4 separate regions of the Mus musculus genome follow, and all the other regions are linked to region 1. A link is a contact called in public HiChIP or PLAC-seq, Micro-C and promoter capture Hi-C data. All regions are on one chromosome and are shown on one strand. The core of a region is the stretch at or near the end of the contact, and the rest is flanking DNA. Distances in the headings are between cores, read along the strand shown. Region 1 holds the start of Prkca (protein kinase C, alpha). Region 2 holds the start of Pitpnc1 (phosphatidylinositol transfer protein, cytoplasmic 1). Region 3 holds the start of Helz (helicase with zinc finger domain). Region 4 holds the start of Cacng4 (calcium channel, voltage-dependent, gamma subunit 4).

What was found. Promoter capture Hi-C pulls out the DNA fragments that hold promoters and counts their contacts. A called contact is a pair of places that touch in the nucleus more often than the background predicts. HiChIP or PLAC-seq counts read pairs in DNA pulled down with a chosen protein or histone mark.
Region 2: a contact with region 1 is called in an H3K4me3 HiChIP or PLAC-seq map of embryonic forebrain, with 2.9 times the contacts expected there. The contact joins the promoter of Pitpnc1 here to the promoter of Prkca in region 1. A contact is called at or near these places in 3 of 39 promoter capture datasets (the C10 cell line, hippocampal neurons and pre-B cells) and 1 of 115 datasets of contacts at active chromatin or transcription factors (embryonic forebrain).
Region 3: a promoter capture Hi-C map of liver shows a contact between it and region 1, with 2.3 times the contacts expected there. The contact joins the promoter of Helz here to the promoter of Prkca in region 1. A contact is called at or near these places in 8 of 39 promoter capture datasets (the 3T3-L1 cell line, the C10 cell line, the HPC-7 cell line and 5 more), 1 of 484 Hi-C or Micro-C datasets (embryonic stem cells) and 2 of 115 datasets of contacts at active chromatin or transcription factors (astrocytes and embryonic forebrain).
Region 4: a contact with region 1 is called in a Micro-C map of embryonic stem cells, with 3 times the contacts expected there. The contact joins the promoter of Cacng4 here to the promoter of Prkca in region 1. A contact is called at or near these places in 7 of 39 promoter capture datasets (cranial neural crest, embryonic stem cells, hippocampal neurons and 2 more), 4 of 484 Hi-C or Micro-C datasets (all in embryonic stem cells), 2 of 115 datasets of contacts at active chromatin or transcription factors (astrocytes and embryonic stem cells) and 1 of 9 other capture datasets (embryonic stem cells).

The regions. Positions count from the first base shown.
Region 1 is chr11:108,340,837-108,346,959 of GRCm38.p6, reverse strand. It overlaps Prkca (protein kinase C, alpha), which reads left to right and starts at 3,072. Exons shown (of 17, transcript NM_011101.3): 1 at 3,072-3,465. The coding sequence starts at 3,293.
Region 2 is chr11:107,466,866-107,472,988 of GRCm38.p6, reverse strand. Pitpnc1 (phosphatidylinositol transfer protein, cytoplasmic 1) reads left to right here and starts at 2,269. Exons shown (of 9, transcript NM_001359616.1): 1 at 2,269-3,098. The coding sequence starts at 3,051.
Region 3 is chr11:107,544,214-107,550,336 of GRCm38.p6, reverse strand. It overlaps Helz (helicase with zinc finger domain), which reads right to left and starts at 2,404. Exons shown (of 33, transcript NM_001368755.1): 1 at 2,356-2,404; 2 at 936-991. Gm39426 (a long non-coding RNA gene) reads left to right here and starts at 2,343. Exons shown (of 3, transcript XR_003949607.1): 1 at 2,343-2,416; 2 at 3,314-3,555; 3 at 3,670-4,945.
Region 4 is chr11:107,792,489-107,798,611 of GRCm38.p6, reverse strand. Cacng4 (calcium channel, voltage-dependent, gamma subunit 4) reads left to right here and starts at 3,906. Exons shown (of 4, transcript NM_019431.4): 1 at 3,906-4,367. The coding sequence starts at 4,148. It overlaps Gm11650 (predicted gene 11650), which reads right to left and starts at 4,740. Exons shown (of 2, transcript NR_165828.1): 1 at 4,647-4,740; 2 at 2,759-3,674.

The DNA.
Region 1 (6,123 bases), core at 1,823-4,322:
GAAAAAGCCCAAATAATGACAGGATTTTTCAATACTTAAGCAGTTCGTACTGCCCAGTTTGAAAAATGGCTCATGTGGAATTCAGAGCAGGTGGCTTCACAGAACAAATTGTATCCTGCACGTCAAGACGACCAACATTAAGTAAACCATTCTCGTTTGAAAACATTAATTCAAGACCCTGACTTTGACCCTGGCACCAAGCTCCTATGTCACCATAGCGTAGATGACACCTCTCCAAGGAGTGCTGACTTTACTCTTCAACATCAGGGTAGACATGGATGCTGCATTCCACCCATTATCTTCAGTTCTTTTCTGGTACCTTCTCTAGGAAACAACATATTAAAGACAATCACCAGCACTGAGCACTGTCCCCTCAGGAGGTCACTTCCTTAGTCTTCTCCATTGGTGGCTAGCGTGAGGGAATGGGGACCAACCATTCCTATCCATGCTAGAGGCGCAGCTGTATTGCTCAGTAACTGACAATTCTCCACTCTGGGTGCACCACTCACTCTGGGCTGAGCGAGCTTAAATGAAGGCAGTTGATGCAATCACACTCAGCCCAGCTAGCAATCAATGGGCTTTCAGTTAGCCATTTCTCTTCATGCTCACAGGACAGAAGCTAGCAAGTAGAGCCACAACCGGAAAGGAAAGAGACATGGCCTCCCTCCTATCTACGCACAGTCAAAAGCAATCACTTCTCTCCCCACCCCACCCCCACAGAAGATGCCAGGCTGATGCCCAGCCTGCCTGGCTCTTATTTATATTCAAGAATGCACAAGGCAACCCCACCCTCCATTTCTCTCCGCTTCACCCTCAGTGAGCCAGGGAAATAGAAGCTTGTCTTTATTAAATATTTGAGGAAGACCCCTGTCCCAGATAAACACGGCTGAGTGAAGGGTTGTGGCTTCATTCCACCATGCCCCATTTCAAGCACAATTATCAACTAAACATGGATGGTTTGAGACACCCATAATGTGTTTTTTTTTGTTTTTTTTTTTGTTTTTGTTTTTTTATTTTACAATTTGATCCATTTTCCTAGTGTGCTTTGTTCTTCATTTTTCTCCTGCCTCTTCCCTGCTCGCCTCCTTGGCCTGGAAGTGCTTAAATTCACTTTCCACAGAATATCACCAAGCACCAGCAGTACTGGCTGCGCTGTGTAGCCCTATCAACTTGACACAAGCTGACACCAGTTGAGAAAATACCTCCATAAGATTGGACTGTAGGCAAGCTTGTAGTGCATTTTCCTAGTGACTGATGGAGGAGGGCCCAGTCCATTGTGAGTGGTGTTATTCCTGGGCCCATGATCCTGGCTGAGTAAACCAGTAAGTAGCAATCTTCCATGGCCTCTGCAATCAGCTCCTGCCCTCAGGTTCTCTCCTGGCTTGGCTTCTCTCAGTGGGCTGTGATTCAGGATATGTAAGCCAAATAAACCCTTTCCTGTTCAAGTTGCCATTGGTCATGGTGTTTCATCACAGCAGTAGTAACCCTAAGACACTTGCTCACCAGATTGTAAATGGGTCAGTGAAGAGCCTGGTCTACTGATGGCTATTCAGTTGCCTGCACTTGTTTAAATGTAAAAGCTATCTTTTCGTCAAGAGTCACAATTAGGCAATCTTGGAAAAGGATAGTCCTTCGTGGCTTATGGGATATGCTGTGAGCTAGTATTTCAGGCGATTTCCCTCTTTTAAAGTCTGCACTTGAGATCTTACATTCCTGATCCTCTTGGGATCACTGGCTGGTGTTACCATGTCCAAGTTCAAGTATGCACATTGTCTTAATGGATTTGTATTCTACAATAAACGAAGCTGATGCGATGGCTCATCTCTGTAATTCCAGCACTCAGGAGCTGTGACAGGAGTATTACCTCGAGTTTGGGACCACCCTAGGCCGATTGGGACAATGAACTTCTTGTTGGTAGAGGGTTGCTCTGTCCCAGGTTTAGAATCCTCCAGGCAGACCTAATAAATATTCAGCAGGCGCTCGGACAGCCCAGCCCCAAGTGCGCCCTTTGCATACATATCCATTCCAGCTACCCCTTCACAAGCAGTTTTACTTGGTAATTTACAAATGTTCTGGCTGAACTCTACACCTGCCAGTATTTCAGCAATTAGCTTAGGATGCAAAATGATTTCTAAGTTAAGGTTCTGGACATGTAAAATCAAGAGAGCCCGATCATCTTCGGGCACCACAGCTCTGATAGCCAACGAATAACATCACAAACCAGGGCAAGCCCTTTGGCATCTTACCGGGTTATTACGACTGTCATACAAATCTATATAATAAGCAGGTGAACTGCAGGTCAAAGATCGAAGGGATGTAAGAGAGCCGGCAATCAGTTATTCAAAACCGCTCCCTTTTACCGACTCGGAACTGAGCGAGGGTTAGGGTTTGGGCATTTTAGTGGCATAAACGACTAGAATGACATTTTGGTCAGGTGAAAGGTTAAACGGGAAAGAGGCTGATAAAAAGCCAGCAAACCCCCCACCCCCAAATGCCTGTGGGTCCAGGTAGCTAGACAAGGAGCTACCTCTGTACCTGCTAAGGTGGCATGGGGGTGGGGGTGGGGAGCGCTCCGTGCCGGGTTCCTTCGGGGCACAACTTCCATCCCAGAAAGAGGAAAGCATGAGCAGAGAAGCGTGAGTGGGTGGAGGAAGGTGGGGAGAGGAGGAGGCCCGGCACCACGAGCGGAAGGAGAGGAGGAGAAAAAAGAGGGAGGAGGAAGCAGAGGAAAAGGGAGGAAAAAGAAGCGGGCGGCGGAGGAGAAGGACCCGCCCCTCCCGGCTTCTTCCTGGGCTGGGCATCTCCAGGGCCTCTCCCCGACCGCCGCCCTCGGCAGTTGGCGGGGCTCACAGGGGCCCCCCAGTCTGCGTGTCCAGCTCTGTGCAGCGGAGCGCAGAGGCCCAAGGCTCGCCCGGCGCGCGTCCCCGTCCCGCGCGCTCCTACTCCAGGCCGCGCGCGCGCGTGCACACATACACACGCTAGCTCTCCGGGCATGCGCAGTGGGCGGCGCCGCTCCGGGCCGCCTCTTGCCGCCGCGAGTAGGAAGCGCGAGCGCCGGGCGCCGGGCTGTCAGTGAGCGTGGGGCCAGCCAGCGAGCCAGAGAGCCGGAGAGAGCCAGAGAGAGCGGCTCGGCTCCCAGCTCCGAGTAGCGCAGCGCCCGCCCGGCTCTCCCGGGCCACCGCCGCCACCACCGCACCTCATCAGCACCGCCACCTCGGCCGCCGCCCCCGCCCACCCCGGCCCTCCCCGGCTGCTGCTCCCCGGCGGAGGCAAGAGGTGGTTGGGGGGAACCATGGCTGACGTTTACCCGGCCAACGACTCCACGGCGTCTCAGGACGTGGCCAACCGCTTCGCCCGCAAAGGGGCGCTGAGGCAGAAGAACGTGCATGAGGTGAAAGACCACAAATTCATCGCCCGCTTCTTCAAGCAACCCACCTTCTGCAGCCACTGCACCGACTTCATCTGGTAGGTGCGCGCGGCAGCCCTGGGGACCCAAGAGCCACCTTTGCCCCGGGGCTCAGGTCTGCTTGTCCCCGGGACTTAAGCTCGGGGACGTCTCTGAGCCCCGGCGCGTCCTTACTCTCAGGGCCAGGACTCCTCCGAGAACTTAGAGTGCCTGGCCGGAGTCCGAACTCTCGCCAGGAGTGACAGGCGCGCACCCACGCGGGACACTCCCTGGAAAGTGGCCCGGCGCTGCCACGCATGCCCTGGTGCCCTGAAGGGACGCTTGGCTCTGCACGGGGTGACTCGGATGAGGGGGAAGGTCCCCTCGCCTCTCCTAGGGCGCACAGGTCTTCCCTGTCACCAAGCGGAGCGGTCAATGGGCCTGATGGGAGCGAAGGGACAGGAAAGAGAGATTGCTGGAGTCAAAGTGGCCCCAGGACGCGCAAGAAACACGCCCGGGAGTAGCGGGGAGCCGCGGCGCGCCGCTCCAAGTTGCTGGCGAGCCAGGCTGGGCGCGTTCCGGGGAGTGTTTGTGCCTCGCGTCGGGCTGGGACTCCGCTGGAACCTTGGGTCCCTGCCTACTGTAGGCTGTTTCTACTGGGCACGGAGACTTTGACTTTTCTGGCCGAGCCCAGAGTGGGGAGAGAGGGGAGGGAGAGAGATGGAAGGCAGCAAACTGTTGAAAGCTTGCCGTGGGGGAGGAGGGCTAACCCGGCAGGCAAATGGCAGAGGGCAGAGGGAGTCATTTAAAATAGACCCTGTCAACAGGAGATTAAACCTGTAACCCAGTTGATGAGGACAGAGGGCTTATTTAAGAAAAATACTGTAATGGCTAAAGGTGTCCGCGCTCAGGTGATTTCCACTGAACGCCAAGCGTTGGCAACTGAGGGGCTTGATAAAAAGAAGGGTTCAGGGATCTATCTCTCTGGAGCCTGTGAAATTAGGTAAAATTGGATTTATGCAGATTTATGTTTTTCTTTTTAAATTTTTTTTGTGAGAGAATTACAGCTTTCATCAGATTTACAAAATGTCAGTCCCCCCCACCCCCATCATATCTTAGAAATCGTCCCCCTCCCACGACTTTGAACACCAAGTGTCAGCTTTTCCTGGGGATACCCTGACTCTTTTGTCCATGTGTTTGGAGTAAGAAGTACCTTAGAAGCAAGAACTATGGCCAGGGCTCCTTAGCTCCCTCCTGGGCAGGGAGCTGCAAGGGGCGAAGCGCACCTAGACACCAAGCAGTCAGCCTTATACATAATGGGGTATCCTAGTGGCTATAGGACAGATGGTGCTGAATCCAGGCCACCCAGAGAAGAGAATTAAAAGGGGACCCCACCATCAGTGTGCCAATAAGATGCCCGATTTTTCCTTTCTTTTAAGAAATCATTCAGCATGGCACCTTGGTGAACAACACAACCACTTTACAGTCTCCATAGAGTAGTTAGCATCTGAAGCAATCAAGCTCAAGGAGTGGGTGACGGTAGATAAGGCTCCTTAAGATGAGTCTCTAGCACCGGGGTAAGGGAGGATATTGCATTTGGCAGGTTGCAGCCTCCCATGTTAACCGCGAGATTCTAGTCAAAAGGGACAGAGTGATAATTACTTCTACAGGAAGTAGATACATTAGAAAAACGACGTACATTTTTACCAAGCTCACTAATCAGTCTCCACTCTCACTGCCCAGAGACCCAGTCTCAGGCCAACTGATGAGATCCTCAGGGTACCGGCTTCACTGCGATGTGAAGAGAAAGGTTCCCTTTCCCTCCTGCTCTGAATAGCTCCACACAAGCACAAGAGCCTCATTTAATCTGAAAGCAGTCAGTTGGATGGCCAGGCAACCCCACCAAGACCATCTTGCAGTGGATTTAATTTCTCTGGTTTCTTTCATTATGGCTTCTATGAGTCTTTGGTTTGCAATTTAATTTCAGTATTTAAGCACTTGTATTTTAAAGCTAAATATTTGAACCTAGGGTTTTTTGGTTTTTTTTTTTTTTGGGGGGGGGTAGGGTGATGACATTAAGATAATTATAAAGGAATGTAGAGTGCTTTGTAAGTTTAAAATGCTCTGCAAAGCAAGAGATTATGAGCCACCTCTGAGAACATTTTGATGCAGCGTGTTCTGCTGGAACAGTGTTTGTAGTCAAATATCCATGTCAGGACTCTGTGCTTACAGAGTCAATTCTCTAAAATGATTTACAAGAGCAGAGTAGTCTCAGTATAGACTTTGAATGCCAGTGGTTCTCAGTGAAAATTGGACCACAGATAATCTCAAACACAAGCTATAGCAGCGATGTTACACCAAATCGGATTCCTTCAGCAGCCCAGATGAACTGTAAACAGTGCTACTATTTGACAGTTCTTAGACACATACTATTTGGAACAAACTTCTAACAAGCTACTTTTTGGTTGTCTTTAGGGAGAAAAAGTTTCTTTGTTTTCAGGACTAAAAAGTAAGCCCCTGCCCACCCCCATCCCCACCCCCAATTTTTAAACCACAAGCTCCCTTTTGTCAGAGTATTGTAAGCAACAATTTTAAGTTTGAAGTCATGTTCTTATTTTGAAATTTAAATACCAATCACAAAATGGAAAAGACCAGATAGATAGAAACTTGGTAACAGTTCAGCGGTCCTTTATAGACAGATTTACTTGGTTATTTTTAAAAAGATAAATGCACACAGG
Region 2 (6,123 bases), core at 1,020-3,519, 870 kb after region 1:
GTGAAGGTCTTCTGAGGCCATTGGTGTTAAGAAATACTCGTGGACTAAAGTGGGAGAGAAGGTCTTAGAGCCTGGAGCCTCCTGTTGTCACCAAAAGGCTTTCAAGTTGCTATGGTTAAAGCTGTGCTTGCACACTATTAGTGAGACCGGGGAAATAAGGAAGCCAAGTAGAAAGAAAAAGACAATATACTGGGGAAAGTCACCTTGTAATGTGAGGTGGAAGAAAAGTACAGCCAAAAAAAAAAAAAAGAAAAAAAAGAAAAAAAAAAAAAAGAAAAAAATAATCAAAAACAAAACAAAAAAAAAGAAAAAAAGAAGAAAAAAACAAAAAAAAAGAAAAGAAAAGAAAAGAAAAAGAAAAGTACAGCCAGCCAGCAGTGTCTGTGGGTTCCCTGTCAGTGCATCCACTGTCCCACGGATCAAAACATACTCAGAAACCACTAATGTACGGAACACATGGCAGATGTCCTTACTCTCTGAACAATGCGATATAACAACTATTCACATGCCATGCACATTACATTAGATAGTATTAGCAGTCTAGAGATAATTGGAAATACACAGTAGGAAGCCACTGTGAAGATGATTAAGTGCCATTCTGCTAAAAGGAAAAAAGAAAAAAAAATCATCTTGGGTTCTTTTTGTCTCACAAGCTTCCAATTCAACACTATCAGGTCAAATTTAATGATCTACCTTGAAGGACGGTGGTAGCCTACACCTTTAATTCCAGCACTTGGGAGGCAGAGGCAGGTAGGTAGGTCTCTGAGTTCAAGGTCAGTTTGGACTTCAAAGTGAGTTCTAGGACAACCAGGGCTAGACAGAGAAACCCTGTCTCAAAAACAAAACAAAACAAAATTTCTCAGGGTGTTTGGTTTACCTTTAATTAGCTGCTGTAAATATTTCAGAGCCAACTTTGGGAAGCATTTATCTAGAAAATAGTTTTCTTTCTTTGTCTCTCTTTCTTTCTTTCTTTCTTTCTTTCTTTCTTTCTTTCTTTCTTTCTTTACCAGAATATAAGCTATGTTTAGGGTGTCATTTTCCTAGCAGGCTGGATCATGTTCCCTGAGCTCTAAACTTGGGTCATCTGGACAACATTAGCCAGAGCCCACCCTCATTATGTTGATTAGTGACTTATTGAGCATCATTTTAACATACTATACCATTGAGGCCTGCAGAGTCTGCATTGCCCAATGCAAGCTCTATGGGTGAATGTGGGTCTCCAGAACTCACAAATGCACACACACACACACACACACACACACGTTTGTGTGAACATATGCATCTATGTTTGAGAGCCAGTGATGTTTACACATTATCCTCCTATAGGCAGTGGATGCACTTTTTTCCTCCATTTTTAGGAAAACAAGCTAAAAAAAAAAAAAAAAAAAAAAAAAAACAAACCAAAACCGAATGCCAGACAAATGAAAACCAGACTTCAGCAGTTACATGCTGCTTCCTGAGTAACTAAAGAATGTGCTTCTTGTGGTTAAAATGAGAGATCTGTTTAATATGGATGAAATACCAACACCCCGGGCATTTTTATTGACATTTCACTGTGACTTTTTGAACTTAGGAGTGCTGACACGAAAACCTATTCTTTCTGCTCTGGGAAGCCTGCAGTTGGGATTGCAGAGAGCCAGGGAGAAAGAGGTAGCAGGCAATGCTTCTCTCTCTCTCTCTCTCTCTCTCTCTCTCTCTCTGTGTGTGTGTGTGTGTGTGTGTGTGGTTGCGAGCGCGCACGCATTTTTACTCTGTTTTCACCAACACTGCTGCAGAACTCCGCCTTGAGAGCATGTTAGAAAAACCCATTCTAAAACCATCATTTCTCTTGCTCCGGCCTTGCTTACTCCATCAGAGAGAAAAAAATGTTCGCTGTGAGCATTTGTAAACACGCCCCCAGCCCCAAAGTCAAGGGGCACTAGTGCACTTTGGAAACGGTTTCCAAAGCGACTAAGTAGAGAGCCCTATGGCACCCAGGTTACATTTGAAAACAGATCCAACGTTGTAAGAGTCCAGGATAGCTTCTTTGCGATTCTCTGTTCTCTTTGCGTTAGCTGTTCTAGGTTCTGGGACAGCCCTGGCGTCTGGCAGCAGACGGGAGAGACATGCTGTTTTGTTTAAATCCTCCACATTCTTTGCCATTTCCCCATTGGCCGGATGGGGCTACCCTCCCCGCCGCGGCCGCTGCTGATGTCAGCCTCGTCGCTCTCGCTCCTCCCGCACCCACCTCCCTGCCCCAGGCACACTGCAGCTCGGCGCGGACTCTCCAGTCGCGGCGAGGTGGCTGCAAACTCACGGGCACGCACGGCGCTCTCAGAGCCGAGGGACTCGGGGGAGGGGACGCGCGCAAGCCGCTGGCAGCCAACCGCCTAGGTTGAAGACACCCGGGGCCCAGAGCAGGGCAGAGCCTTGGCGGCTGCGGCTTCCCTTTTCTCTCTCAGCTGAGCTCCGGAGAGACTCGGGGACTGGCCCTAAAAAAGAGCAGGAAATCTTGTTTACCGCCCGGGGAGAGGAGCCCATCGAGCCTTTGTTTGGAAAGTCAGCATCGCCTGCTCCCGCGGCAATGTGTTCCTGGTGACATTAACCCACGGTAGACGGGTAGGAGAAAAAGGGGGCTCGCCAGGTTCAGCTCTGCTTTCGGAGGAGGATCCAGAGGAGACTTTTGTGCGTTTGTTTGAATTTGTGGAAATCCCTTTTCCTCCTCCTTTTGCCTCTCTTGCCCGCCGCCGGGCATGTCCTGATCTGGTGGCCGCGCCTACCAGCCCGGGGCTGCTGATCCGAGCTGTCTCCCGCGGGTCTCCCTCCCTCAGTGCCTGACTTTGCAATACCGAGAGGGCTGATCTCTGCGAGGAAGGAGGCGGGGGAGTCACAGACACCGGGACCCGAAGCTTGACATGCTCCGGGGCGGACCGGAGGCAGTTAGGAGCTGAGCGCACCACCGGGGCTGCTTCGCTTGCCGGTTCCCAGCGTCTTTGCCCTCCTCTGGGCTCCAGCCTTGCTCATCTGTTGGGACGCCCCCTTCTTTCCCGAGGTCTGCGGCCGGCAGGAACATGCTGCTCAAGGAGTACCGAATCTGCATGCCGCTCACCGTGGACGAGGTAGGCACCGCGCCCGGCCTCGCCCGCTCCGGGTCCCCAGCCGCCACCACTCGGCCGGCGGGTCCACTGCGTGCGGCGGGGAAACCCTGGCGCCCAAACCTGGAGGCTGGAGGGGGAGGAGGCAGGGGATTCGCTGTTCCCACTCGTCACCCCAGCAGAGGAAAGGCGGCGTGGGGGTGGGGCGGGGGAGTCCAGGTGAGCTCTTCGGGGACATCTAGAATCAGATTCCTGGGGACCACAATGCGTCACAGGGAGCTGTTGCGCCCCCTCCCTCCAATTAAGCAAATGCACAGAGTATAAGAGCCCAAGCATGCTCTGCAGCCGGAGTATCGGGGTAACCGGCCGTGGTGGTAGCCACTGTCCCCATGTCCTCTTTACAAGGTGGGCTTGCAGGGACAAATTCCGCGCGGGTGGGATCTGCAGACCAGAGTCCCGCCTTGGGGGCATGTGGGAGGCCTGGAGAGGGTCCGTTTAGAACCCGACTTCTTGTCGCCTCCGGTCTAGGCGCTGGCTCCTGCCCAGCCGAGCATCCAGGCTCCCTCCGCGATCTGGATTGTCCTTTGCTGACCGCCTGGCTCGGAAACTTTCTGCGTGTCTCGTTCCTTCCGCGGCGGGGAGCGTGGTCTTAGGAAGAGCCCCAGTGGTGGGGCCTGCGGCGCGGCCACCGGAGGGCGCTCCAGGCCGTCAGGCCGGGCCCTCCTGGCTCTGAGTATCGGGGCTGCAGGGTGGGGGGCTCCCCGCTCAAGGGCTCGGCCTCCACGCGCAGGTCAGCTTGCATTCTTCCGATTCCTTCTCCGCCCCCCGTCCCCCCTATCCGCGAGCTCCGCCATTGAGGAAACAGTGACTCAGTGAGGGTCACTCCGGCCCGGGCTTCCTTTTCGTTCCCCTTTCTCCCCACCTCTTTGGATATTTCATAAGTGCTTTGCGTCTGTCCAGGGACACACAGCCAGAACATGAAGCCAATCAAGGCAATTTGGGAAAGACTCCTGTGGTTTGATGTGGCAACAAATGAAATCAGCGATCCACGACGTATTTGTATTTAAAACCGGTGCATTTAATCTATCAGACATGTGATCTACTCACTACTTTGTGAAAGGGGCCTTGTGCTTTTGTGTTACTCAGACTATGTCTGGCTCCCTGCCCCCCCCCCCACCTCCCAGGGTGGTGGTGGTGGGGGCAATCTTCCTTCTGCATCTGGCGCCAGTGTTAAGGTGAGACCCTAGGACAATCCAAGGTAGGATCAAAGTAGCCTGAAGTTTACAAAACACTTGACACTCTACACTGGCTGCCAAAGACCGAGAGGGATAGCTTAGCCATGCCCCTCTCCCCACCCCCAGCCTTATCAACGAGCGTTTCTGGGGTGGCAGCATTTTGAACTAGGTCTTAAATGGTAGTTAGGTGCCTTATCAATGGGGAAGCAGCATACAGCTTTGTGGAGAATGAAGAAAGGCAAATGAATGGGATTGGACGTGCACACACACACCCCTCCCTGGTGCTGGTGTTTTGTGGACATGCTGTCTTCGCACCTCTGGGACTGCTGAGCAGGACCAGGGCAACCTGGAGGTGTCCGTATGCTTCCACTTCATTTCCTGCTTTGACTGTGGTTAATAGATAGGACTGTGCCATCCTAGGGCGCCAATGGGACTCAGTCAAATATTGAGGCAGGTTCTTTCTATGTAGTCCTGGCTGTCCTACAACTCACTATCTAGCCCGGACTGGCTTCGAACTCACAGAGATCTGTCTGCTGAGTTTAAGTGTATGTCACCGGGCTCAGCCATTCTTCCATGCTAACATCTGTTCATTATCCTGGTTGGTTTCCTTCAGATACTTTGTTAAGCACAGGGCAGCATCTCCCCCCCCTCCCCCCCCCCCCCGCATTTGTTTAAGTATTCAGTGTAATAACTGCATTTGAATGGTTTAGGTGGATGGTTTTTCCTTTCTATTCTCTTTTCCCTCTCTCTCTCTCTCTCTCTCTCTCTCTCTCTCTCCCTCCCTCCCTCCCTCCCTCCCTCCCTTCCTCCCTTCCTCCCTCCCTCTCTCTCTCTCTTACTTTCTCTCTCTCTTTCTTTCTTTCTTTCTTTCTTTCTTTCTTTCTTTCTTTCTTTCTTTCTTTCTTTCTCTTTCTTTCTACAGGGTTTCTCTGTAGCCTTGACTGACCTCAAACTCAGAGATCCACCTGACTCTGCTGCCTCTCACGTGCTGGGATCAAAGGAGTGTGCTGCCACCCCTGTCTAGAATGACTTTTCTTAATCGGCCAAGGAAGCCAGGCTCTACCTATAGGATAATTATAAATCCTGCACGTGAAACCTGTTTAGACTAAAGTAAGTGCGATTCCATTTCTATGAGGTCATATTCTGATGTTTAACTTTTATTTTTATTTATTTTTTTATTATGTACTCTTTGTGGTTCTGGGGGTTGAACGTGGCCTTGAGCAGGGGAAACAACTTTCTGCCTCTGAGCTACATCCTCAGCCTGAGGTCTTATTGTGAAATTGTTCTCTGCTTTGTCAGTTTAGATTGGAGGTCTCAGATAGAAAAAAATTCTATCTGAATTTTTAAACTGTAGCTTACCCCAGAGCTTCTCCCATCCCATGGTGGTGCCCTGCTAGCTGGCCTTAATACTCAGTGCTGGGGAGTAACTAAAGTGTTTGGTAGCAGAAGGTGGTTCCTGCAGATTAAGTGGTCTCTGGTAGCTCAACATTGGCTTCAGCTTCTGGCTCCCTTTGGACTTGGTGTAACCTGTGTGGACCTTCTGGTGCTTGCTTCTGATTAACTTTGCACGTTAATTAGCACTCACTGGATTTTGCCAAGGAAGTAAATGCCCGAGTTTTGGGGAGTCCATGTCTGGTCTCTGTGTCTTTCCCTTCTCCCCTGACTCTACATGGCCTCTGGTCTCTAGTCTCTGGGGTGTAATGGCTGCTCCACTGATAAATACTAATAATCCCAGCGCTTGGGAGGTGGAGGCTGGAGAGATTTTAGAAACTTTAAGGTCATCCTCAGCTATAAAGTAAGTTTGAAGTCAGTCA
Region 3 (6,123 bases), core at 1,155-3,654, 800 kb after region 1:
CAACCAGGGCTACACAGAGAAACCCTGTCTCAAAAAAACAAAAAAAACAAAACAAAACAAAACAAAAAGAGTCCTTTAAATCCAAGGCATTACACCAGACATAACTTTAATCACAGCAATCAGGAGTTCAAGGTCAGCCTTGCCTACTTAGCCAGCCAAAGAAACTATAGTGATTCCCTTCCTGCGCCCCCCACTCTATCTCTCTCAGGCACACACACAGATCCAACGTATTACATGGGATAAATAAAACAATAAATTTACACACCATATATGATCAGAAGTGATGACTGAGTCGTCAAACCCCCTGAGCAACACAGAACTTAACACTATCATTTTTGTTCTAAAGTACTATCAGGCATTTACTATTCGGCTTTGGAAAAATAGAAGGGACTAAGGATATGGCTCAATGGTTCTGCACTTTTCCTAGGATGTGTGAGGCCATTAGGTCTTAAACATACCAGCACCACAAAACCAAAAACTAAGAAAAATAAAAATAGAAGCGATTGCTTGCTGAAAAATATTATTCATGATGGAAAAGGATATACTTCATAAACATCCCAGAAAGTGTGGGTGTGCAGACTTCATCTAGCCAATTTCTTATACTCAGTGTAGGGCAAGCAATGGACGTGAAAACAGATTAAATCCAGACCATCCCATTAAAGTTAGCCAAGGAAATGAGAAGAGGCAAACTATAATTACTCCTGGAAAAGACATTGATCAAGTATATAGCCACAGCTAACATTTAGCTCTAGAAAAGCTTCAGTACGTATGAATAAGTGGGAGCCACTAAAAAGGATGGTATGTCTTTCCTAAATCTCGCCTTGCCTGTATCCCAGTCGGCTGACTGATCTATTTGGAAAGTAGCTTTCCCTGACCCTTGAGTTGGATACAAGAAAGAGGGGAAACAGGGTGTAGTTTTTGAACTTCAGTCTCACCTTGCACATCTCACCGGCTCTGTAGTTCATTAGTGATCAATTACTTCATCCAGTTCCTGGAGCAAACAGAAAAAGAAGATGGTATGCAACACCAGTTGGAGCTGTTACCAGTTACAAGCATTTTATAGTCCTTTAGTAAAAGAATATGGATACACTTCAAGTGGAAAAAGTTATTTAAAAAAAAAAAAAAAAAAGATACAGGATGAAGCTTTGGAGGGGAAAAAAATTTGCTTCTTTTACCTAAAATTGAAAATATTTTCTTTCAGCAACAGATTAGAAAATAGTCTTCAACCTTAAACATAATAAACTCATCTATTCTACACTGATTAGTCTTACTTTCAAAAATAAAAGAAGGGAGAAAAAAATCAAGGAGGGGGGGAAAAAAGCTATTCATATGAGTGAAGAGAGCAAAATCAAGAACAAACTAGGCCAGATAACGTCTCCCTCTTCCCCCGGCTGCTCCCGGCATCCACTATCTCTGAAGTTACACTTCTGATTATCCTAATGGCTTGTCTAAAAAGTGTAACTTTGCAAGGGAGAAAGGATGCCAATTTCGGAGCTCAACAAAAAAAAAAAAAAAAAAAAAAAAAAACAAGGTTCCCAACCCAAAAGGAATCTGAAGGCTCTGGCTTCCAGCCCTGTCTGTGAGGACCCTCAGCAAAGGCCAGGGGGCAGAAGACTCAACTCATTTTGGGGAGAGAAATCACAGTTCCTACTTAGGACTATGTGTCCGAGCCCTTGAGGGTAAAGAGAGAGAAGGAAAGAAAGGGGCCTTTGGAGACACCTCCAGGAAGAGACTGTGCATTTGTTTTTGTAGATGTGCTCACGGGCCACGCATGTCCCAGGAGGGGGGCGGGGAGAGGGGGACCACAGTGAATCTTGAGCAGAGCCCTCTGCTGGGGAGGGGCGCCCCCTGACCCACTTTCGTGCTGTCCCCTGCCCTGGGGTCGCCGCCCCACCCTGGGTGGAAATGCTAACCCGGAGGGCTGCACCGCGCGCGGCGTGGGAGGCCGCCCGCTCCCCACCCTAAGCCGCGACCCTGGGGCGCGGGGCGTGCGGGGACCCCAGGGTCGGCCCGTGCCGGAGCAGCCTCGCGCGGGCTCCCGGGTCCCCCCGAACCTCGGGCGTGTGCAAGGACCCTCGGGCCACCGCCTGGGTCCCTGGCACCTCAGCCCCCCAGCGGAGGGAAAAGGAGATTGAGGAGGGGAAGAAACAGTAAACAGCTCCAGCGTCCGGGCCTCGCCTCTGAGAGAGCCCCGCTCCCCAGGCCCTGCCGGCGGCCGGCGGGATCCCCCGCTGTCCCCGGGGCCGCGCTGTCCCGGACCCGGAGCACCCGAGGAGAGTCCGGGCCTCTCCCCGGATGGCTCTGGAGGCTCCTGAAGCGACCCGGGCAGCGGAGAACGGGGAAGTCAGGACTTACCTGTCATTACTTTCTACGCCATCTTGGATCCACTTGTCAACGTCCCCACAAAGCATTATGGGTAAGAAAGAGCCTTTAAAGTGACTCCCCCCCCCCCTCGGCCCCCGACTCCCGCCTCCCGCCGCCGGCGCCGCCCCCTCCGGCTGCACCTCCCTCCGGAAAGTTGGCCCCAGAGGCCCGCCCGGCCCCCTTCAGCGCCTGCGAGACTTCTCAAGGAACACCCCTACTCACACACCCAGTTTTCCAACTGTGCCTTTGGGGTGCTCTCTCTTCCCCCCACCCCCGTCCCTATCTCCCCCATTCCTTACGCGAGCTGCTGTCTGCCCCGCCGCGATCCTGCCCTAGTAGCCAGATACCCTACTCCTGCATTCAATCAACACGGCGTGTCCCGGACGCGGGTGGTGTGTGAGCCGGCTAGCGGATGCATAGATGTATGCAGGGATGCATGAGCGCATGAATGCGCACGCCTGCGAGCGGTTCCCCCAGCTCCAGGTCCTTGCTACCGCTCGCGCTTCCCGCCCCGGGGCATCCGCCAGGCATGTCGCACTCGCGCGCGGGGACAGTGTCGGTATCCTAAGAAGCCACTCTGGGGCCCTAGGATCCCAGGAACTCGGTGAAACGCCGAGTCAATCCGCCCGCAAAGCTGCAATTGGGATCTGGGAAGGTTAAGCTAAATGCAACTTTTACCCCAGTTTACTCGCGCGGTCCCCTCCTCTTGGCCGGTAATGTGATCTGCGACCCTCTAGGTCGGAGGACCCCCTCCCCTAGGAATGTGGCTTTAGAATTCAGCCGGGTTAGAGTCCAAATTGTGGACTGTGACTTCCCCATGCAGGTAACTCAAGAGAACCCGGCTGCAGAGTCCGGGTGGGGCGTGGATGCGCGCCTGGGCCGGGAGGGGGTCCCCCGGGTGGGTTGGGGGGTAGTGCCTACCGCGTTTCAACTGTCCTGTTCCCACAAGGCGGCGACCCCAGGCGGCGGGACAAGGTAGAGGGCGGGCGCCACGCTGGCTCTGGGCAGAGAGAGGAGGGGGATGTCCAGAGTGGCTTGGAGGCGACCAGGACGCAGGAAGTAGGAGGCGACCGTGCGCCGGCAACAGACCTTTGCGAGCATCCCGCGGGCATCTGCTTTCTGGTTGCAAGACAAGCCCAGCGCTTTCCCCGCCCCTCCCGCGTTGCTTCAGGCGAGCAACACCTAGCTCAGGTGACCACCCCTTTTGCTCCATGAAGTACCAGCTCCTTGCAGCCCTAGTCCTGCCAGAAATGTAGGTCTGTTCATTAACTCCCCACCCCCACCCTATACATTCTCTTCCTCCAGTGTCAGCACTGCTGAGTTTGAGGACCTCTAGATGCTCGCCTCCCCGGAGCAAGATTTGTGTCCAAAAGAAAATGCTCCGAGACTTCCGGGTAGATCCTGTTGTTTAGCTTTAGCGAGGGTTTAATCCCCAGTAATAAATAAATCTCCAATATACCAAAGCTTGCTGTTAAATGGTTCTGTAAATTCAAAGATCCTGAGGCAACAGGCACTATCGCGCAAACACACTCTTTTCGGTGCAAAGGGTCTTAGATCTACCTTTTTTAGTCACCTCTGGATCCCACCAGAGCAGTCTTTAGCTACCTGGGTGATTGCTGACAACCTCTGCCCGCAGGGAGCCAAAAGCTCCACCATTCTATTGTCTCAGCCTGAAGAGAAGGGTGAGGTGCGGACTCATTAAGGGATTGGCCCCGGGGTCACTCTTGAGGGAGGGAGCAGGTGAGTCATTCCAACGGACTAGGAAGAGGTTTTCCAGGGAGGAACCTCCCCTGAGTCACCGCTTTTCAGAGCTTCTGAGAAGCTTCAGTTGAGTTGGAGACAAGAGCTCTGGGCACCTCTAGGGTGGTCAGGGTGTCCACTACCTGTCCCTTGGCTCTCCCTGCTAAGGAAGGCGCCCACGTCTTGTTTCCAGGGTACCCTAGCTGCTCCTCCTCCAGTTCCTGCATTTCTTTAGCCACTAGGATGCACTAATGTGATGATTGGCAACTTCAAGTGGGCGATCTGAGCTTCCTTGTAAGTAAGTAATCAACCGAAGCACACGGGCTATGCCTGCCAAGCTGCCTCTTTGCTAGGTAGCCTTTCTTTGCTTTAGAAAAGCTTTGGCCCAAAGACAGGTTCCATTTATGTCACTGCCTCTGGTGTGTGTTCTGGCAGGTTCTTGTCCCAGATGCCACCTGTTACCTGTGCTGAAAGAACCTCCTCCAGGAGGTTCTCCCGCTCCGGGCCTGCCCTTCCATTCTGACCAACTCAGATAGACAGTTGTAGTTCACATTTGTGAAATACAAATCTTACTTACGCCTTCACATCACAATTGAGATGAGCCTAAGTTCCCAGCCATAGCCTACAAGATCAATATGAGATTGCCCTTCCTCCATAATGAGTCCAGTGTGGCCTCTCTCTTCCCTACATCACCCCACGATCTTTCCCTGAGAAAAATATTTCCCTTGATCTGCCAGTCATCAGCTCATCATCCAGGTCTCTGTTTGTGTCACTCCTCCAGAAGGACATCTACCATCCCCTTAAATGAAACAGGCCGCCGGGCTTGGTGGCACATGCCTTTAGTCTCAGCACTCGGGAAGCAGAGGCAGGAGGATTTCTGAGTTGGAGGCCAGTCTGGTCTACAAAGTGAGTTCCAGGACAGCCAGGACTATACAGGGAAACCCTGTCTCGAAAAACCAAAAAAAGAAAGGAAGGAAGGAAGGAAGGAAGGAAGGAAGGAAGGAAGGAAGGAAGGAAGAACAGGCCATTTGATTCTGCTACCATTATTAGAAATCCTCTTATCAATTTGTCTTATTGTCTGCCCCACTCCCATAGATGCTTAGCAGATGTTTTCTGGCAAACTTTTATCAGTGCAAGAGGGTAAGGAGAAGGTACTGATGGCTGAAGTGGACTGACCATCTTTTCAGATGGCTCTGATCACATTCAGCTAGGGACAATTCAGCTGCTGTTAACTTGGCTCTGTTCTGCTTCTGAGCTGATAGACACCAGCAGCCCTGATTCCCTCTTCCTTCCCCATCTTCTCTCTCCCCCATCACCCATGACCATACCTTCTTAGTTTGAAGACTGCCAGGACTTGGTCTCTAGGCCTCTGTTCTTCAGGTATACTGTCTAGTCACCTCTTTCCTGGATTTAAGTGTTCATGTCAAATGGGGATTCCTGAGTGTCTTGTACTGTTTTCGTGCTTTGCGCCTGAGTGTGAAACTTCCTTGTATCTCTCATAGACACTTCAAACCTAATGTTCTTATAACAGGAAGGCCACAAGCTTGCTATGTAGCCAATAATAACCCTGACTCCTGACCTTTCTGCCTCTGCCTCCCAAGTGGTGAGATTACAAGTAGTCCCCTGACTACATACAGTTCAGTTGGGGTTTTTTTGTTGTTGGTTTGGTTTGGTTTTGGTTTTTTGGTTTGTTTCTTTGTGTGTGTGTGTGTGTGTGTGTGTGTTTGGGGACGGGGGAGGGGGGCGACGGGGGGTGAGACAGGGTTTCTCTTTATAGCCCTGGCTGTCCTGGAACTCACTCTGTAGACCAGACTGGCCTCGAACTCAGGAATCCGCCTGCCTCTGCCTCCCGAGTGCTGGGATTAGCAGCTTGTGTGTATGTGTCTTGATTTGTATGTGTGGTATATGTGTGTGTGCACACCTGTACATACACGTGGTTAGGGGCCAGAGGAGAGTCTCAGCTGTCTCCTCTCTCGGGGACCCTTTAGCTCTCCGTTTCAGTTAGACTGGCTGGAGAGG
Region 4 (6,123 bases), core at 2,657-5,156, 550 kb after region 1:
CCACCCAAATATCACCTCCCTTCCCTCTGCACTGCCAGGGGCCCGCCTCTGAGGCTTCTATCTTATTCAGCTGGAGCTGAATAGGAAAGCTGTGTGTATCCAGCTCAAATGGGATCTCAGAGATAAGCAAATGAAATGGAATAAACTTGAATCTACAAAGCCAAGCGGTGTTTTCTGGTCTGTGCTTTCCCTCAGAGGAACCTTCTGAAATAAGGAAGAATAGAAAGTCATTTTTTTTTTTTGCAACTTTGCATAATCTGATGGAGGGGGCCATTCTTCTGGATGCTAAGCAGCCTCCACGTAGTTAAGCCTTCTCCACCCCCAGTCAAGCCCTGGGACATTCTGAGACTCGTCCCTAACCTTTGCCTATAAAAACTCAAAATCATTCTTTCTGTCTAGGTGCCTGGGATGCTGCCCAGGCTCCCTCACCAATCTCCCCTCAGATAAGCCTCCTGAAATCAGCACAACCATCTGCCTTTGAGCAGAGAAATGAGATATCACAAAACATTGCCACGGAAAGGTCCTTCTTTCAGGAGGACAAAGGGAAACAAAGCCCTTAATAAAGGCTTTCGGAGACACCACCCACGGTGTCTGCATCCCTGGTGGGTGGTGGGGCCTCTCCTCCTCCAGCTGCAGAGGTAGCCCTGCTCTGCCAGGCCAGTTACCTTGGCATTCGTGCTCTGACACGCGTATTATGGAGCACGAGCAGCCTAGTCCTGTATTCCTCTCCCTCCTCGCTAACTGCCTGGCATGGCCGCTCGCTGATCCTTGGATCTGAGACTGTGAGAATTTCACTCATGATGGTTCCATCTTCACAGCTTGTGGAAAGTGAAGATTTGAAGCAATTACCAGAAAGAACCAATGAGGAAAGAACCCCTCGGAATTGGGAGGGAAATGGTTTTGGAGAATGGCTTTAACTGACGGTCTCACGCCCCACCTCTTTGGCCATACAGGGTGGCAATAAAATATGTAGTCACTATACACTTTGTCCTAGGTGGCTCCCTGGAAGAAACACCAAGTGCCCTATCTCTCTAGAATAACGCTAGTCCACAATCTTCTCCCAAGCAAGGGTTGGATGCATCCTTCTCCCAGGTCTGGAAGCAACCCAGGGGACACTGCAAACTCTAGGGTCCCTAGGCAGCAAAACTCAGCCATTTAGAAGTCTTGAATCTAGCTGAGCAGAAATTTCCAGATTTCAATTGTGCTCACCCAGGCATGATGAACGGCCTCAGACAGCCCTGAGTTTGCTCCAGCTTCTTTGCCGGCGGTCAAGTCCTTATTTGACTCCACAGTCTACACCCACATAAGCTCAGGTCCAAGTGTGGCTGCAGGTTGGGTGATCACCAACAGATAGGCAAACCAGCAAGCCCCCATCAGGGTCCTCTCAAAAGAACAGGAAATAACAACAGTCTCCAGGAGCGGAGCTGCAATCTGACCTAGGGTGAAAGCTTCAGCAAGCTTCTCCACTTCAGCAAGCTTCTCCACTTCTTCTCTTCACCTTGACTCATATCCAGGTGTTTTGAGGTGTGGAGGGGCAATAGTGAGAACTCACAGAATGCCCTCTATGTGCCCAGAGTGCATCCTAATCTCTGTCTCCAAGAGAGAAGTGGCATTTGCCACTAATTCACAAATAACTGTCCAGCGCATGTGTGTCCAAGGCTGAGACCTGCAAAGCAAATCTGAAAGGCATACCAGAGAAGAATCTCCCTCCCAGGTAGTCATGGCTTGTCCAAATCAAGCTGTTCACTACCAAGGTGGTAATGATCTTAAGCCCAGGTCCCATCTCTAGATCTCTCCAAGACACTCCAAGCCCCTCTGTGGGTACAGTACAAAAGCTGGTCCAACTTGCTTCCTAGAGCTGAAGACGTCTGTCCTACCTCCTGTGTGACTCGGGGTTGCTTGCTTGGATATTATCTCACAGTTACCTAAGAAGGCATGAGGGGAAATCTACTCCCCACCCACCCCCTGGAAGATGAATTAGGTTACTGCATTGGTTTCTTCCAAGATCCTAGGAGAAAGCTCTAACTAGTGCAGGCCAGAGGATGTTTCTGTGTAACCCAGCACCTGGCTAACCCGGATGTGGGTTTTCACACCTTGCTTCATGGAACTCTGAGGAGCACAGAGGAGCTTCCAGCTGCGAGGTGTGGGGGGGTGGGGGGGGTGGGAAGGGGGGTGGGAGGGGGTCGGGGCGCGGCGTGTTCCACCTCATTTCCTCAGCAGTCAGGACACCAGGTTTGTTTGTGTTGGCCCACTGTTAAGGATTACCTCTGAAACAAAGACTGGCTGACTCCCCCCCCAAAAATCAAAAATCTCTCAGAGCACAGAACCTTGAGTTCATCTTGGAGGCTCCTGGAGACAGAGGTGAGCAGCCTTGCCCTGAAACAGGAGAAACCATCACATGCCTTCTGGTCCATTCAGCCGGATATCAGGCACCTGCTGGGTAGACAATACAGCCCTAGATGACAGTGATTTTTTTTAAGGGAAGAAAAGCAATAACTCTCGTCCTTTGAAACTTTGGAAAGCAGAACAGACACCCCCCAAAGGCAGAGGAAAAGGCCAGCAACGCTGATTGGGCTAGTCAGCCTGGCCCTCACATTTTATTATTCTGGTTTTTTTTTTCTATTTGTTTATATTCCCTTCTCCCAGCAAAAGATAATTTTTCCCAGGGCAAACATTTGCACATTGCTACCACACACGGCTATATACGAGGGGGGAGCTCACACTCTCCAGAGAGGAAGAACAGTGAGTGCTCTGAGGCTGGGGTCATTCATTTATTTTCTCTGAGGAAAGCTGGGAAAGTGGCCCGGGAGGTAAAATTGCAAGGGCAGCAGCTTTCCATGTGTCTCTTTCAATCCCAGGGGGTCAGAACAGCAGCCCACAGAACAACCCTCGAGGATGCAACAGGGACAAGGGTGTAAGAAATGGCCTGAGTTCCCCCCCCCCCCGTGGGTTTCAGGCCTCCTGCAGGGGAGGAGGGGAACTGGGTGGCAAGGAAGGAGCCTGGCTCCAAGGAGCTCGGAGTGTATCCAGCTTGGGACCCTGCCAGCACCAAAAGCAATTAAGGGAAGAGGCCAGAGGCCCCGAGGCAGAGTCTGACAAGGTTAAGGGGAGGTGAGGAAGAGCCGGTTAGGCTGAGGAAGAGCCAACCGGAGAAAAAGTAAAGGTTCAGAGAAGGACAGGGAGAAGAAACAGCTGGAGGCTACAATGTAGTTGCTGGTGTTCCTGCCTCTATCAGCAATGGACTATCAGAAGTGTGACTGTAGTGTGTCACATCCTCAGTCCCCCTTCGAAGAAGTCCAGAGCTCCCCAGTGCCTGCTAGAACCCCTTGGCTTGCTTCGGTTGAAATGGAGGTGATCTTCATCTGGCTTGGCCCATAAAGAATGTCTCCCGTCTGTGACCCACATCTGGGCCCTTTGGAAACGCGAGGAGTCTCACAGTACATCCCTGCCTAGACCTTCATAACCAGGTACAGCCATAAGGCCGTGGGGAAAGAAGGAAAGGGGACGCAATCTCCATCCCACAGAATGGGATACAGAATCCTGGGGACTAAGGAGATCCTGGCTGTCCCGGGTTGGAAAGAGAGGTGACTGGAGACGCAGCTTCCCCGGGGTCCTTCCAGGGAACCAATCTTTCTTTCCCTCGGCTTCCTTCGCTCTGATAATGTGAATGAAGCCTGGGAGAGAAAAGAGAGCGCGCGTGAGCGCAGGGAGGGGAGAGAGGGGAGGGAAAATCCCGGCCGTGGGAGAGCGAGCGCGGGGCCAGAGGCGGAGGGGCGGCGCCGAGAGAGCGCGCCGGGCGGCGGGCGGTGGGTGGAGGCGCGGAGGGCGCGGGCCAAGAGCGGAGGGGAGGGCGGGCCGAGAGGGAGGAGCCCCCGGCCGCCACCGCCGCCGCTGCCGCCGCCGCCAGCCCGCCCGGCGGCCCGCGTAGCCCGCGCAGCCCTCACTCGCCGCCGCGCCTCGGAGTTTGAGCCCCGCGCAGCCGGAGCGCAGGCACGCCCGGGGCGCGGGGTCGGAGCGCGCAGCGCGGCGCCGCCCCCCGGCCCTCGGCCCCCCAGCCCCTGGAGCCCCCGGAGCCGCGCGCCGAGGGAGGAGGGCGGGCGGGCGCGGCGGGCCGGGCCGGCGGGCGGCGGACTATGAGGCGCCCACCATGGTGCGATGCGACCGCGGGCTGCAGATGCTGCTGACCACGGCCGGAGCCTTCGCCGCCTTCTCGCTCATGGCCATCGCCATCGGCACCGACTACTGGCTGTACTCCAGCGCGCACATCTGCAACGGCACCAACCTGACCATGGACGACGGGCCCCCGCCCCGCCGCGCTCGCGGCGACCTCACCCATTCGGGACTGTGGCGGGTGTGTTGCATCGAAGGTAGGACCCCTACCCCCAACGCACACACATAACACGCACACATGCACACGCACACATTGCCCCGGGGAGTGGGCCGGGGGAGGGGTGGGCGCGGCGCTGGCTCCACGCGAGACACAAAGAACCTAAAGCTGGGAGGGTGGGTTCCCGAGTGGACACGGGCGCAGCAGCCTCGGGTCCCTCTAGGCTGGGGACCTCCCCAACACACCGATCCCACAAACTCTCGGCTCGCACGCGCACACCCCCTCGCGCACAGACACAATGAAACACACAGAAACTCACGCACGCGCGCGCAACCCGAGAGCGGAGCGATCCCCAGGGGCCTCGCCGGCGCCCCTGGGGGAGGTGGAGGCTGGCGTGGGGGCGGGAGGAGTCTAGGGTTGGGGGGAAAGCGGACGCGGGAGGAGGGGGAGGGGTTGCTTGGCAACCGGTGTCTGTGCGATTGCTATGGGAACTGGCCATCCTGGGGCGGGGCCGGCCGGGGGCGGGGAGCCCCGGGGCAGCTAGGCGCTCACTCCAAGCCCCCAACTGAGAGGGTAAGGGCGGGGTACAGGTTGGGCCCCAAGCGGTTCTGGGGGAGCCAGGTAGCTCCAGCCGGCCGGCCTTCTCTTGATCCCTGACACCACAGACTCACTCCTCTCTGCGCGATGGGTACAAGAGGGGAACCGCGCCGCGTCTCCCGTAACTGAGGCAGCAAGCCCTGGGTCACTGCCCCTCAGCACGAAGTCGGCAAGAGACCTCCGTAGGAACCAAACTGGGGAGAGGAGAGTCAACAGCGGACCAAGAGTGGGCTGGGAGGGGCGTGGTCGCTGTTAGGGCAGGGCGGGGCTCTGTGACCCCCCTAGTATACAGAGACTTGAGAGGTGTGCTTCGGTTGAAATGCATCTAGAGATAGGGATTGAGTCCCTTGGACTGTGGGGACAGCTTCTAGGAGCGCGAGGCAGAAACCTCCGACGCCGGAAATGCATTAGGCTTCTTAGCCCTCCTGGCGCCCTCATGCCCAACGGAAACTCGAACTAACAGGTGTCTACGGAGGGGCGGTCTGGTTCTGCCAGGTTGTAGTCAGATCGGCTGGTTGGTCTCTGACACTGGGGACAGATCAGGGGAACTGGCGATCATTGCTTTAATTTCTCAAAAATCCTTGCGTAGTGTTTCGACTTTCTTTCCGTCACCATTTCTCGTGTGCACTCCGCCCCTGGGAAATTGAGGAAATTCTTCCCTCCTCTCCTCCCTTCAGCTACTTAAGTGTGGTGGGATGCCACAGGAGGGCCAGCTCTTAGAAAGATAGCCCTTCCTGGACGCGTTTTGAATCATATGAAAGGAGGCATTGTGAGGTTTGACTTAGTGATACCCCCCCCCCCACTGTCCCCGCCAGACCCTGGGCTCCTGTCCATCTCTGTCCTCCAATTCCGAGTCCAGATCAGGACTGCTTCTGCACTTTGGAGTTTTATGCTAGCTCTGAGCGGTTTGTAGATGACAGAGTTGTGAGATCAATAGTTAAGGGGGAAAGAACGCCTCACAAAGGAAGTGGTGGGCCCACGATGACACCCCCCTTTTCTTCTGAAAAAAAAACATAATTTTTGGGCATGCAGTTGCTCAGATCGTGAACACCTACACTTCTCATCTGGAGAATGTACCCACGTCACTACCTGCCACCGCACCTGAGTTAGAGAGCAAGGGCTGCAGAGCTGTGTGAGTTCTGCCTCACAGGCTCCACTGGATGCCACCTCCCACCCCCATCCCAAGAAACCCACGGAGC